Regions from separate parts of the Mus musculus genome. Here regions 1 and 3 are each linked to region 2. Evidence: chromatin contacts called from public promoter capture Hi-C data. All regions are on one chromosome and are shown on one strand. The core of a region is the stretch at or near the end of the contact, and the rest is flanking DNA. Distances in the headings are between cores, read along the strand shown. Region 1 overlaps Mroh2a (maestro heat-like repeat family member 2A). Region 2 has its middle 17 kb from the start of Usp40. Region 3 overlaps Atg16l1 (autophagy related 16-like 1 (S. cerevisiae)).

Region 1 (3,790 bases), core at 496-2,995, 240 kb after region 2:
TTTTTTTTTTTTTTTTTTTTTTTTGCAGGCCCAGAAAAAGCCTGCTGTTCTCTGTGGCTTCCTGTTGGAAACAACAGTCTTCATGAAAAACAATCTGTCAAGGATCAGAATTGCTGCCTGCAACTTGGCGGGTGAGACACGTGTCCAGGTTCAGGGGGGATCTTGAAGCCACATAGTTAATCCTGGGTTTGGATGGGGGAGTCAAAGCAGCTGAGGTGGGAGGAGGGCGAGCCCTAGTCTAGCTTGCAACACTAGGTCTGCCAGTCCTGTTTCATGCTCCCCTGATCTTGCACACTGCCAACTTCAGCCAGATAAGACACTTGACTGATGTCTTCACAGGTCAATGTGTGCCTGCCTCTCTTTCTGGGAGGCAGCCAGCCCTGTGGGCCTGGCGACCCCTCACTGGAGTTAAGGCATGACTGTACATCTATCATTTCAGGAATTATTATGAAGCAGCTGTCTGCCCATTATCTGAAAAAGATGGACCTTGTGGGACTTCGCAATTGTTAAGTAGCGTGGACTCAGTGGTAGAAATGGATGGCTCACTAGGGGCTTGGTGACCCTTGGCTGTGGGCTAATGGGGGAAGAAGGAGTAGCTGGGCCTAGAGAGAACAATTGAATGTAGGGAGAGGTTTCCAGGGAGAGCATTTGGTGGGCACCATTCTCACATGTTTCTGCTGTCCCTGTTAGTGGTGTCAGGCCACCTGACAGGTCTGTGGAGGGTGTGGAAAAATGAGTCGGCCTGCCTCAGTCTGCAGTGGGCTGAGTGCATGTGGTCCTGACTCAAAGACCTGTGCTTTTTGTCCCCTCTCAGCTCTCCAGGACCTGCAGCTAGACTCAGACGCTGGGGTCAGGAGGGCAGCCTTGGAGACCCTCAAAGTCCTGGACAGCTGCAATCAGCACTGGCTCTTAGCGTCACCCAGAGGACTGCCGTAAGTGGCCCTGATGCGAGTGAACTGCTTCATCGGTGTCACACCTGCCACAGCAAGGCAAATCACTTTTCATTTGTAGAAAAACTGTTGTAAAAGAATGGGTATCCAACTCTCCTCTCCCTCTGAAATATATCTCCACTGCTCTCCCGAGTGCAGGCTCCTGGCTGTGTGGCCATCACATCCCAGAGCCAACCACGGGGCAAAGGGCAGCTTCAGCCCTGTAGGCCTCTTCCTCCTCAGCTGAGCCTTTGTGGGGGTGGACAAGCATGCTCTCCCATGTGTCCTGATGTGTACTCACAGCGGGGCATGGTGACAGGCAAGGGGAGATCAAACTACTGCCCAGCCTGTCCCCAGGGACCTTGTTCCTAAAGCAAAAAGGCAGATGCATGCATAGACACTGTGAAGCGCTACACCTGGGAGACGGTACTCACACAAAGCCTACCCTTCCCCTTTCTCAGAGACCCGAGATTATCAGTGTTTGGGCCACTGGATCAGGAGTCTAGTGGGGCCCGCCCGGAACAGTTTGGTGGGGCAACCAAAAGGGTAATTAGTCCCATGGCTAGAAATCTGGAAGGGGAAGAAAAGAGAGCAAGGACAACTTTCTCATCCTTGGGTTGCTACTGAGGCCAGGGCAGGAAAAAATGCTCAAGGCAGCACCTCCACAGGAGAGATGCTCACCCTGTCTGAAGCAATTCACTTGCTGAGGCTTCTCACAGCGGTGATTTCTGCAACCTTTCCGCTCCAATAGAGTAAATAGAGAAGTGCTGGTACCGACGACTCTGGCTGTGCTTGTACACTAGCCCAGGATGTGTCACGTAACATATGCACACACATCTGTGCCCAGGGCTCCCCTTCCACCTGGGCAGAACACTTAGAGGCCAAAGGGTGACCAGCAGAACCGAGGGCAGGGGCCTGTCTCTGATGGGACTTTTCTTTTAAAAAGGAATAGAATTCAGAAAGTGTAAAAGGTCTAAGCTCTCTAACCATTGTAAAATGTAACTCTGCATAACACCAGAAAACTAACAAATCACAGAGGGGAGGTTATTTGTGATCTGTATAACATGAGATGGGGTGGTGTGGACTCAAGAGGAAACCCAATTCTAACAGAGGTGAATAGAACAGTGAGTGCCCTGAGAACCCCGGTGAAGTCAGGATAGTCAGGGCAGTATGCCCAACCTCAAATGAAAGCAGATTGGGGTGTGGGGCTGTCAGCGCTCAACAAGCAAGCACGAAGCTTGGGTTCATCCTTAGTGCCTCAAAAGCAGAGAAAAAAAATCACCACAGGTGAAGGAAGACACACCATGTTTGTCACTGCCAGCAGAGAGCACCAATGGGTGAGAAGCGTCTCTTACATCGCTCTACTGGGTAGCCATTTGTAAAGGCTATTCGGCAAGTTATACTGTATTCATTCTAAGAGTGTGGCAGTGTTGTGCACATACACATGTCCACAACCCATGTGGGCCCCTCCAGATAACACCAGTTTCCTATCACTATCACAAAATACTCGAGGCTGGACACTCCTAATCTATATAACGGTTTAACTTAGTTTTAGAAACCCAAGGCCAACTCTTGTGGTAGACGAGAGATCTGGTGAGGGCCTGGTGTCAGATATGAGGATATGTGGGGGCAGAGCAGGCACCACTTGCAAACAAACAAACCCACTCACTCACTACCACCACCAGCAAAAAACGCCCAAGCAGACAAACAGTAAACTAGAGAATTGGGTGAAGTCAGGCCTGGGCTTTTGTAACCACTCTGGGAAATCAACCTCAGCCCACAGGTGCACGCATCTACCAGTGCTACTACCTGGGGACACACCTCCAATATAAGAAGTGCTCCCTTGGGGCAAGCTCCTGTCAACTGTGAAGCAAACCTGCAGAGTAGCCAATATTCTTTGAGTTAAAAGCAGAGAAGTTATCAGTTAGCGGCTCCTTTAGCAGCGCTCAGATACTCGACTTCCACCCTTGCCCAGGCCAGCTCAGCCTCCTCCACTAGGGGATTCCGGACCCCTGTGTTCTCAGGAAGGGTCAGGCCCAAAGAAGGGTTGGTCTCGCTACAGAGGTCATGCCTACTCTGGAGGTTCATGCACTGCCAAAATAGGCATCCTGCAAGGTGCCAGGCTCTCAGATTTATTGCTATACCAACACGAGTTCTTCAAATTCAGATGAAGCCCTGAACCCAGTGCAGTGTTGTCTGGGCTCAACACTGTGTAGGCCAGGAAGGCTACATGGAGCCCTCACAATAAAAATGGTACCTTTTTTTTTTGAGACAGGCTCTTACTCTGTAGTGACCCTCTTGTTTTAGCTTCTCTAACGCTAGCATCCTGAGTGAGTCAGCGTACCCAGCCATGAACTTTGTTGTCACAGGATCTCGCTCCACCTCCCGGAGGTGTTTTGTCTATAGCCAGAAAGAAACCTCAACAGAACAGGCCAAACCTGCACCCTCATCTCAGCCTTCTCCCCTTACAGCAATTTATTAGCAGTTTGCTGTCAGCAGCTTGGCTGGTGGCCAGATGATGGTCAACTGTTACAGCTGACTCACAAGTACTGCAAATGGGGGTGGGGGATGGGGTGGGTGTGGAGGTGGGAACTCAGGAACCATTGTAAGGGAAGGACAGGAGAAAAGCCTGCTCTTCAGTCTTACATTGAAAAACACAAGAGGCAGTGTACTAACAACTGTCCCTAGATAGTTGGTCACTTGAGTTCTGTTACCACCCACGGGGTAACTGAAATTGTTCAGGAATACTAGCTATTGGCAACTAGACACCACCTCAAGTAGCATCAGAGGCCTCGTGGGTGCTGCATGGCTGCAAGAACATTTGGAAAGAATTCAGAATTGTTTTAAATATTTCTTCTAAA
Region 2 (3,889 bases), core at 106-2,605:
GAAGAGTGTGGAGGATTGGATAAAATTGAAGCACTACAGAGCCATGAAAATGAGTCTGTATACAAGGCCTCATTGAACTTAATTAAGAAGTACTTCTCAGTGGAGGAAGATCAAAATGTGTTGCCAGAAACTACCTCTGAAGGCTTTGCCTTCCAAGTTCAGGATGGAGCTCCCGGGACCTTTAACTTCTAATGTCCAGCCAAGGCACAAAATAGCTATGTGCTGTGCTATTCTATGTTCTCATAGATTTGTCTTACTGTTTTCTCTACTAAGAACTCTTTTTAAATGTGGTTTGTTATTGTCGCACTTTTTACAAAAGAAACTATACTTGAACAGTTATAAACTGTACATACTCTATGAAGCTGTCCTCTGAATTTATTTCTATTTGGAATTTCATACCCTGTCATGTCCTGTAAATAAAGATTAAAGTTCCATTCTTTAAAAAAAAGACACTGCCTTACATAGTCATTATATCCTGCCTCACTCAATACCAGGACTAAGTCCATCAGTCTCTCCAGGAACTGTGATGAAAGATGCAAGTCCTAGGCTTCAGGCCCATTGGTTCCTAGAAGAGCACCTCTCTCCAACCCTCCCACACACCCTCGCCCCCACCCCCAGCCATGGTGCCTGGAGTAAAGTAATCTGACCCTCATCATTGGAGTCAACGAGTTTTTAGAGGTCAGGTGCTCTTCATCTTCTATCTTGTGTCCAGATGTCTGTCCAAAAGCCAGGCTTAGAAATAAAAGCCATCCTGTCTTAGAAACGTTGCTTAAAAGAACAAAAGCCTCCTAGTGAATATCTAAAACAGTGAGTGTTTCCTATTTTGACAGGGACAGTGGCTGGCTTATTAGATGACTGGAGTCCTACAGCAGGGCAGAGTCCCAAGGCTCAGTACCTGTCAGTCAAGACTCCTAAACTCTCAGATCCATGAACTCAAAGCAACTTAGAATTGATTTGAGACCTGAGAAGTCCTTTAAAACAAAATGTGTCCTTTAGGGAGTATCCTGCTTCTGTGTGACCTCTAGCACTCTCTACCTCTACTTGGTGACTCTCACTGTCTCTCCTGCTGAGCTTCAGTTCCTATGCTGTATAAATGACCGTGTGGTAGTTGAAGAGACCCCTTTAAGGCAGCCTCTTACTTTTTCGGAATTGTCAACACCTAAAATATTGTTTCATGACTCATTCCAAACTGTTTCTGAAATAGAAGTCATGATATTTCCTAAGCAAAGATCATAACCATTTTTTACCTGGAGAGCATATGAAAGATATTTCTGTCAGTGCAGTTAAGTATTGCTCTTTTGAGTAAATCATTAACACTGAATTTAACGTCACTTGCAAACATGCAAATACATGTGTACACTGCAGAAGGTCTTGTGTTTCTAACTATTAGAAAATCCTACAGTCATAGCAACTGGATTACTCTGGGCTCTGATTTTTAACATGACTCCTGCAACCTTTCCTGCCTCCTTTCCTCTATGTCTGCTCCTGGCCTCAGGCTTGGTCCAGGCAGGCAGGCTGCTGGTGGTGCCCATGGATGGGAGCCACTGGTTTGACATGCAGATGGTTGTGGAGAAACTCATTCAGAGAGGGCATGAGGTGGTGGTAGTAATCCCAGAGGTGAGTTGGCGGCTGGGGAAATCCCTGAATTGTACAATGAAGACATACTCAATTTCTCACACTCTGGAGGACCTGGAGAGAGAGTTCAAGTATTTTACTTACACTCAATGGAAAACTCCAGAACAAAGTATACGTTCTTTCATGACAGGCTCAGCCAGTGGTTTCTTTAAACTGATGTTTTCACACTGTAGGAGTTTGTTTAACGACAAGAAGTTAGTGGAGTAATTGAAGCAGACTTCTTTTGATGCAGTGTTTCTGAATCCTTTTGATATGTGTGGCTTAACTATTGCCAAATATCTGTCACTCCCATCAGTGATCTTTGCAAGACTTTCATTTTGCTACTATCTTGAAGAGGGTGCCCAGTGTCCGAGTCTTCCTTCTTATGTTCCTGGACTTTTCTCAAAATACACAGGCACCATGACTTTCAAGGAGAGAGTGTGGAACCATCTTATCTACATTCAAGACGATGTATTTTGCCCCTATCTTTACAAAACTGCTGTTGAAATTGCCTCTGAAGTTCTGCAGACCCCAGTGACTATGACAGACCTCTTTTGCCCAGTGTCTATTTGGTTGTTATGCACTGACTTTGTGTTGGAGTTCCCCAGACCTGTGATGCCCAACATGGTCTTTGTTGGTGGGATGAACTGTCTCCAGGGGAAGCCACTTTCCAAGGTATGTTATATATGCTTTAGCACATGAGGAGAACTCTAGCTTTGGACAATATATAAAGAAATTCTTTACTGATTTGTGATTTACTGTTTGTATTCTTGTATATGCAATTTCTTTTGGGTTAGAGAATTGTTCTTTGCCAATTTCTAATTAGGAGAATAATTTCCATATAGGTGACTTATTGATATGGATGTGTACAGCTGTGAGATATTTATACATAAATTCCAAGGTACAATCAAATTTTGAATTTACTTTTATGATTCACATTGTGTGTGTAGGTCATGATTAGTAAGGGGAGAGGAAAGAAAACTTTCCTGAGTAGGAGCAAGGACAGTAATGATAGACATGCCACTTCAACACAGAAGCAGGACTATTCAGGGGCAGGAAGAGAACATGTGGAGGTAATGCTGGGCAGCTGGGGAGTGGAGAGAGCCAGAGGAAAGCACTGAACCTCTGAAAATGCCATAATGCCACCGGATCATTTGTATTCTAACCTAGAAGAGGAATTTAGAGAGATAACAACAACAACAAAAACAACAACAAGAACAAAACCCCTTCAAGCTGCATTTTAATGTTTTTGTAAACATTGACAAAACACTTCAAGCCTTGGAGCAGCATTCAGTATGTGTAGGTTATCCTCTATAGGAGTACTCATACAGATTGCCCAAACTTCAAAAGTTATTGATATGATACCTAGGATGTAATGTCTGTCAGTTTCTTGTTTTTAAGAACACACCAGATAAAACAGAAATTTACATTTCAGTGCTGGACAATTCAACAGAAAAATCAATGTGGCCCAAGACAAGGCACAAGAATCATACTATTCTCATATACCAGACTGTGGGAACCACTTGCTGACACATTCAGAGTTCCATAACAGTACTATACTGAAAACTAAAGTACATCTATCTGCAGCTGACCTGGTGCAACCCCATGTTGGCCCTGTGTGCACTGTGTCAGTATCTGTGAGTTCTTTTGAGCTTTGCTGAGTTGTTTTACAGGGCTTTGTTTTTCTGGTGCCCTGTGTCAATTCCTTCTCCCCAATTCTTCCTGCTTCCTCCTCCTTGGAGTTCCCTGAGCTCTGACGGAAGGGATTTGATGGAGATATCTCCTTTAGAGCTGTGTATTCCAGGGTCTGTCTCCCTGAAATGTCTTGCTGTGGGTCTCTGTGTTTGTTTCCATCTGCTGCAAGAGGAAGCAGCTATGCTGATGGCTGAATAAGACCCTGACTATGACTCCAGCAGAATACCAGTGAGAGTCATTTTATAGGTATCTCTTTTTTTATTTTTAAAAAGATTTATTTATTTCATGTATATGAGTACAATGTACCTGTCTTCAGACACACCAGATGAGGACATCAGATCCCATTACAGATGTTTGTGAGCGACCATGTGGTTGCTGACAATTGAAATCAGGACCTCTGGAAGAGCAGCCAATTCTCTTAACTGGGAGGCATCTCCCCAGTTCATTGTTACTTCTCTTTAAACAATCCAGATGTATTTGGTTTTGCCTTGGCTCTTGAGTCTATCTAGATTCAAGCAGTGCTATATTTGAGTTCCATCTCATGGAGTGGGCCTTAAGTCAAATCAGACATTGGTTGGTT
Region 3 (3,851 bases), core at 112-2,611, 250 kb before region 2:
GGTGGGTGTTTCAGTAATCGTCCTCTCTGCTCTGATTCAGGATGGGTTTTCTGCTGGAATATCTTAGCTTCAGACCTACTGTTACGTAAACGTGTATTGGCTCCTGGGCTGAGAGGTCTCAGCAGTTTAAAATGCTTGTTCTTGCTGAGTGCCCACATGGTGGCTCACAGCCATCTCTCTATCTCCAGCTATAAGACCCAGTGCCCTCTTCTGACCTCCTACATACATACATGCAGGCTAAACATACATAAGTAAACTTACATTTTTAAAAAATAGAATTTTTATTGCTTTCTTTTAAGTGAAGAGGAGTGGTTTAAACCCGAGCTGTCCACCCATACACCCCCTCCTTGAAGAAATGAAAGTTGTTCTGCTAAACCTTTGCTCTAGAAGGAGAGAACATGAATGTGTGTGTCTCCTGACCTCAATGGAGAAAACTGGTCTTGGTGTATTTTTTCATACCCACAAAGTAAATAAATGGGTTGCTCTTGCGCGTGCTCGATTGGCCAGGAAGAACAACGCTGCAACAGGATCCTTCTGCACACATTTATTGGGAGAGCTTGATTGTAGAGGCGAAAAGACCCCGAGCCCAGAACTGGTGCTGCTTTTATAGGCCTAGGAGAGGCGTGTCTTACACCCGGATTGGTTATGTACTACGCCTCATTTGCATGTTCCTCATCTGATTGGCTACTCTCTCTCAGTACCTCACAGAACCTCATTATCATACCTCATTTGCATGTCTCACATCTGATTGGTTACTCTCTCAGTAGCTTACAGAACCTCATTATCATACCTCATTTGCATGTCTCACATCTGATTGGTTATACTCTCAGTACCTTACAGAACCTCATTATCATGCCCGGGCCAGGCAGTGTCTTTGCAAAAAACTTTACTGCATATGTACACATTGGTTGTTTGTCCAAACTTATGCGTGGTGGCCAGCAGTAGTCAGTGCCACTCTGCAACGGCACATGTGGCTTCCCACAGGTTGCCTAAAAATGAGATTTGGTTACTTTAAAAAGAAAAACAAGAAAAAAAGGTAGTGTCATGTCTTGCCTCTTGTTTGCCAATGTAACCAGGTGACTAGATGAAAAGGATCCAGCATCCTGCCCAGGACTCCACATAGAGAGCTTGTGCTGAAATGCAAATCTGGGAGGGCCTGCTAAAGAGGCTTCCCTAGTCTGTGTGCTCCTCAGGGCTGTGCCAGTGTGGGTTGGAAACATGCACGTTTTGGGCTAGAGGTGATGACTTGGCAGGTCCTGGTATTTTCTGGGGTGTTGAAACCCCATCAGAGCATGACTGTAGACTCAGCTCCTCTTGCCGTCTTTCTCCTTTGACTCTCAAACTCTAGGTCTAGGAAAGCCAGCCAAGTAGGAAACCAGGCACAGCCATGTTCTTTATTCTCTTCTCTACCCCAGCCAAGAGTGTGAGGCAGTTCTGTGTAATCCTAGAGTAAATAAGGGAAAAATCAATTTACTTGGCCTTGGTGTAACAGGTTCTTAAGTATATATGCTCATTATCCAGACAGTCACTGAAAGGAAAAACAAATCTAGCCTTCACATTCCTAAGCCTCCAAACAGGAAGTGGTGGTGATCTCTTAATTTATTAAGCTATTTTGCTCATGAAGATTGCAACACAAGTGATCATTAATATCAAAATAATTGCTTGCCTCCCATACCATCAGGAAAGAATTGACCTACAAGAATATGTAGGGAGAGGAATTCCAGAGGTGCCTGGCATCCGCTGGGATAAAGGAGCATGGGTATCACAGGAAGTGTGCAGACTCTAGCCATCAGAAGCACACACGTTTAGGTTTTGCTTTGGGAAATTCTTTATTCTCATTTGGCACTGTTGGTTTTGAGTAGGTACAACCGTTAGTTTCTCACATCGTGGAGTTCCCTTTTCTTCTTCACCATCACTTTGCAACCAAGTCTCCAGAGAGAATCCATCAATAGAATGTGGTACTGGCCTTTGCACACCTCCTGTTTGGCACAATGACAGATGCTCTTTCATTTCTTTCCAGGGATGATGACATTGAAGTCATTGTGGATGAGACCTCAGACCACACAGAAGAGACCTCTCCCGTCCGAGCTGTCAGCAGAGCAGCTACGTGAGTGGACTGGCTGGGTGGGCGAAAGGCAAGCGCCAGCATCACTGTGACTGCTCATTTGTGGACATGAGAACCTAGTCATATGTACCCAGAGCCCCCACGCCCTGTCCACCCCACAGAGAGGAGAGTGGAAGGGAGACAGGGTACCAGTGGCCTAACATTTCTAACACAAACAGGTACAATGGCCTTCTGAGAGATGAGTGAACCGTTAAACTTTATTATACATAGTGATGAGAGCCTAGGACACAAGGACAGATACTTAGGGTCTTGTTAAAGTAGAGCTGAAAGAATGCATTGGATTTACCATGAGTACCCAGAAGTGTTTAGGTATGTTAGACAGATTCCTTGTCATTTGCAGGAAGATCAGGTTAATCCTGAGAGCCTTTTGTTTCTTTAAGACAGTAGGCTGGGTTTTCCTTCTCCCTCCTTACTATTTCCTGGTGGTTCAAATGCTGTGTTGAGTTTGTCTTGGCTGGGATTTGGGAATGGAAAGTGTATTCCCAGGTACTTATTTTTAGGGGCTGTTTTGATTTGGGGCAAAATGTTTCTAAGGTTTAAACCTATCCTCCCCTCCTCTTTAGTAAGCGACTCTCGCAGCCTGCTGGAGGCCTTCTGGATTCTATCACTAATATCTTTGGGTAGGTTAGAAGACCTTCACCTTTCCTTTTGAAAATGTGTAAATATTCCTAAGCATATGTATGTGATGTATTATTTTTAATGTACACCAGAATTTCAGTGGTTCCAAGAACAAGGATGCCTTAATTCAGCTTGTCGTTTAGCTTCTTCCTCTTTCTGCAACTTCCTTTCTTTTTATCTTGCTGCGAGCTGATCTATGGCCTTTCCCTTTAGTCTGTCCGAATCTCCCCTTTTGGGACATCATTCTTCTGATGCTGCCAGGTGAAAATATTACCCTCTCAGCCCAGCATGTGAGTGTGGGTTATTGATAATCGTGCTGATCACGCTGTGCTGCCCGCAATCATCGATGTCCACATGCTAACCAGGATGCTTTGCATGCTCCTAGGAATGAATGCTGGAGCCCTGGAGCTGGGCAGTCAGGTTGGGCTCCATGCAGTCATTGCGCTCTTGATGCTCTTCTCTTAGCATGCCTTTGACTTTGCCTTGACCACAGTGTAAAAACTGAGGGTGGTTGTAAATAGGCATGGAAATCGTAAGCGTAAAACAGTATTTCAAAGTGCCAGGAGTTCGCCTCTAAGCTAGCTAGTGTGTTAGGTCGAGACGGTTTTCCCACAGTTGACTGACAGGGAAGCAGCTTTCATTTGAGACTGCTTCAGTGCTGGGTTTTGGAGCCCATGAGTTAGCAAACAAGAAGTAAGGTATGGCTAACTCTTTCTTGTCATTTGAGTGAGATGGTATGAACCCTGAATTTTGGAGGGTCTAGAAAGACAACAGCTATTAGCACGGGCACACTGCTTAAACGAGGTCATCATTGAGGCTTTTCTGGCAATCTCATGGATACTGATCCTGTGCAGTTTTGTATAATGTCTGCCTTTGTGTTATTCCTTAGGAGACGCTCTGTCTCTTCCATCCCAGTCCCCCAGGATATCATGGACACTCATCCTGCTTCTGGTAAAGATGTGAGAGTCCCAACTACTGCCTCGTATGTCTTCGTAAGTATGCTTTGTACTCAGTCCCCTCTGAGTCTGGGATGGTAGCAGGATCTGGAACTAACTGGTCCTTTGAGAGCTACATCTAGGCTTTCCATTGCTGACTTATTTAGACCTGC

What was found. Capture Hi-C pulls out chosen DNA fragments and counts their contacts.
Region 1: a promoter capture Hi-C map of liver shows a contact between it and region 2. The contact joins two enhancer-like sites. A contact is called at or near these places in 1 of 115 datasets of contacts at active chromatin or transcription factors (cardiomyocytes) and 1 of 9 other capture datasets (liver).
Region 3: a promoter capture Hi-C map of liver shows a contact between it and region 2. The contact joins two enhancer-like sites. A contact is called at or near these places in 3 of 9 other capture datasets (adipose tissue, liver and macrophages).

What each region holds. Positions count from the first base shown.
Region 1 is chr1:88,259,091-88,262,880 of GRCm38.p6, forward strand. It overlaps Mroh2a (maestro heat-like repeat family member 2A), which reads left to right. Exons shown (of 42, transcript NM_001281466.1): 40 at 29-131; 41 at 440-505; 42 at 815-3,199. The coding sequence ends at 936. Hjurp (Holliday junction recognition protein) reads right to left here. Exons shown (of 8, transcript NM_198652.2): 8 at 1-3,790. Among named protein-coding and RNA genes, the nearest start is that of Hjurp, 17 kb to the right of the region's middle. Within about 2 kb of position 1,746, at least 90 of the 459 cell types and tissues checked have an H3K27ac peak or open chromatin away from gene starts, as enhancers often do. A contact at or near this core is called in liver, where this site is marked.
Region 2 is chr1:88,023,771-88,027,659 of GRCm38.p6, forward strand. It overlaps the pseudogene Gm5832 and the pseudogene Gm15375. Among named protein-coding and RNA genes, the nearest start is that of Usp40, 17 kb to the left of the region's middle. Within about 2 kb of position 1,356, at least 3 of the 459 cell types and tissues checked have an H3K27ac peak or open chromatin away from gene starts, as enhancers often do. A contact at or near this core is called in liver, where this site is marked.
Region 3 is chr1:87,772,125-87,775,975 of GRCm38.p6, forward strand. It overlaps Atg16l1 (autophagy related 16-like 1 (S. cerevisiae)), which reads left to right. Exons shown (of 18, transcript NM_029846.4): 7 at 2,021-2,107; 8 at 2,689-2,745; 9 at 3,633-3,735. Among named protein-coding and RNA genes, the nearest start is that of Atg16l1, 18 kb to the left of the region's middle. Within about 2 kb of position 1,362, at least 19 of the 459 cell types and tissues checked have an H3K27ac peak or open chromatin away from gene starts, as enhancers often do. A contact at or near this core is called in liver, where this site is marked.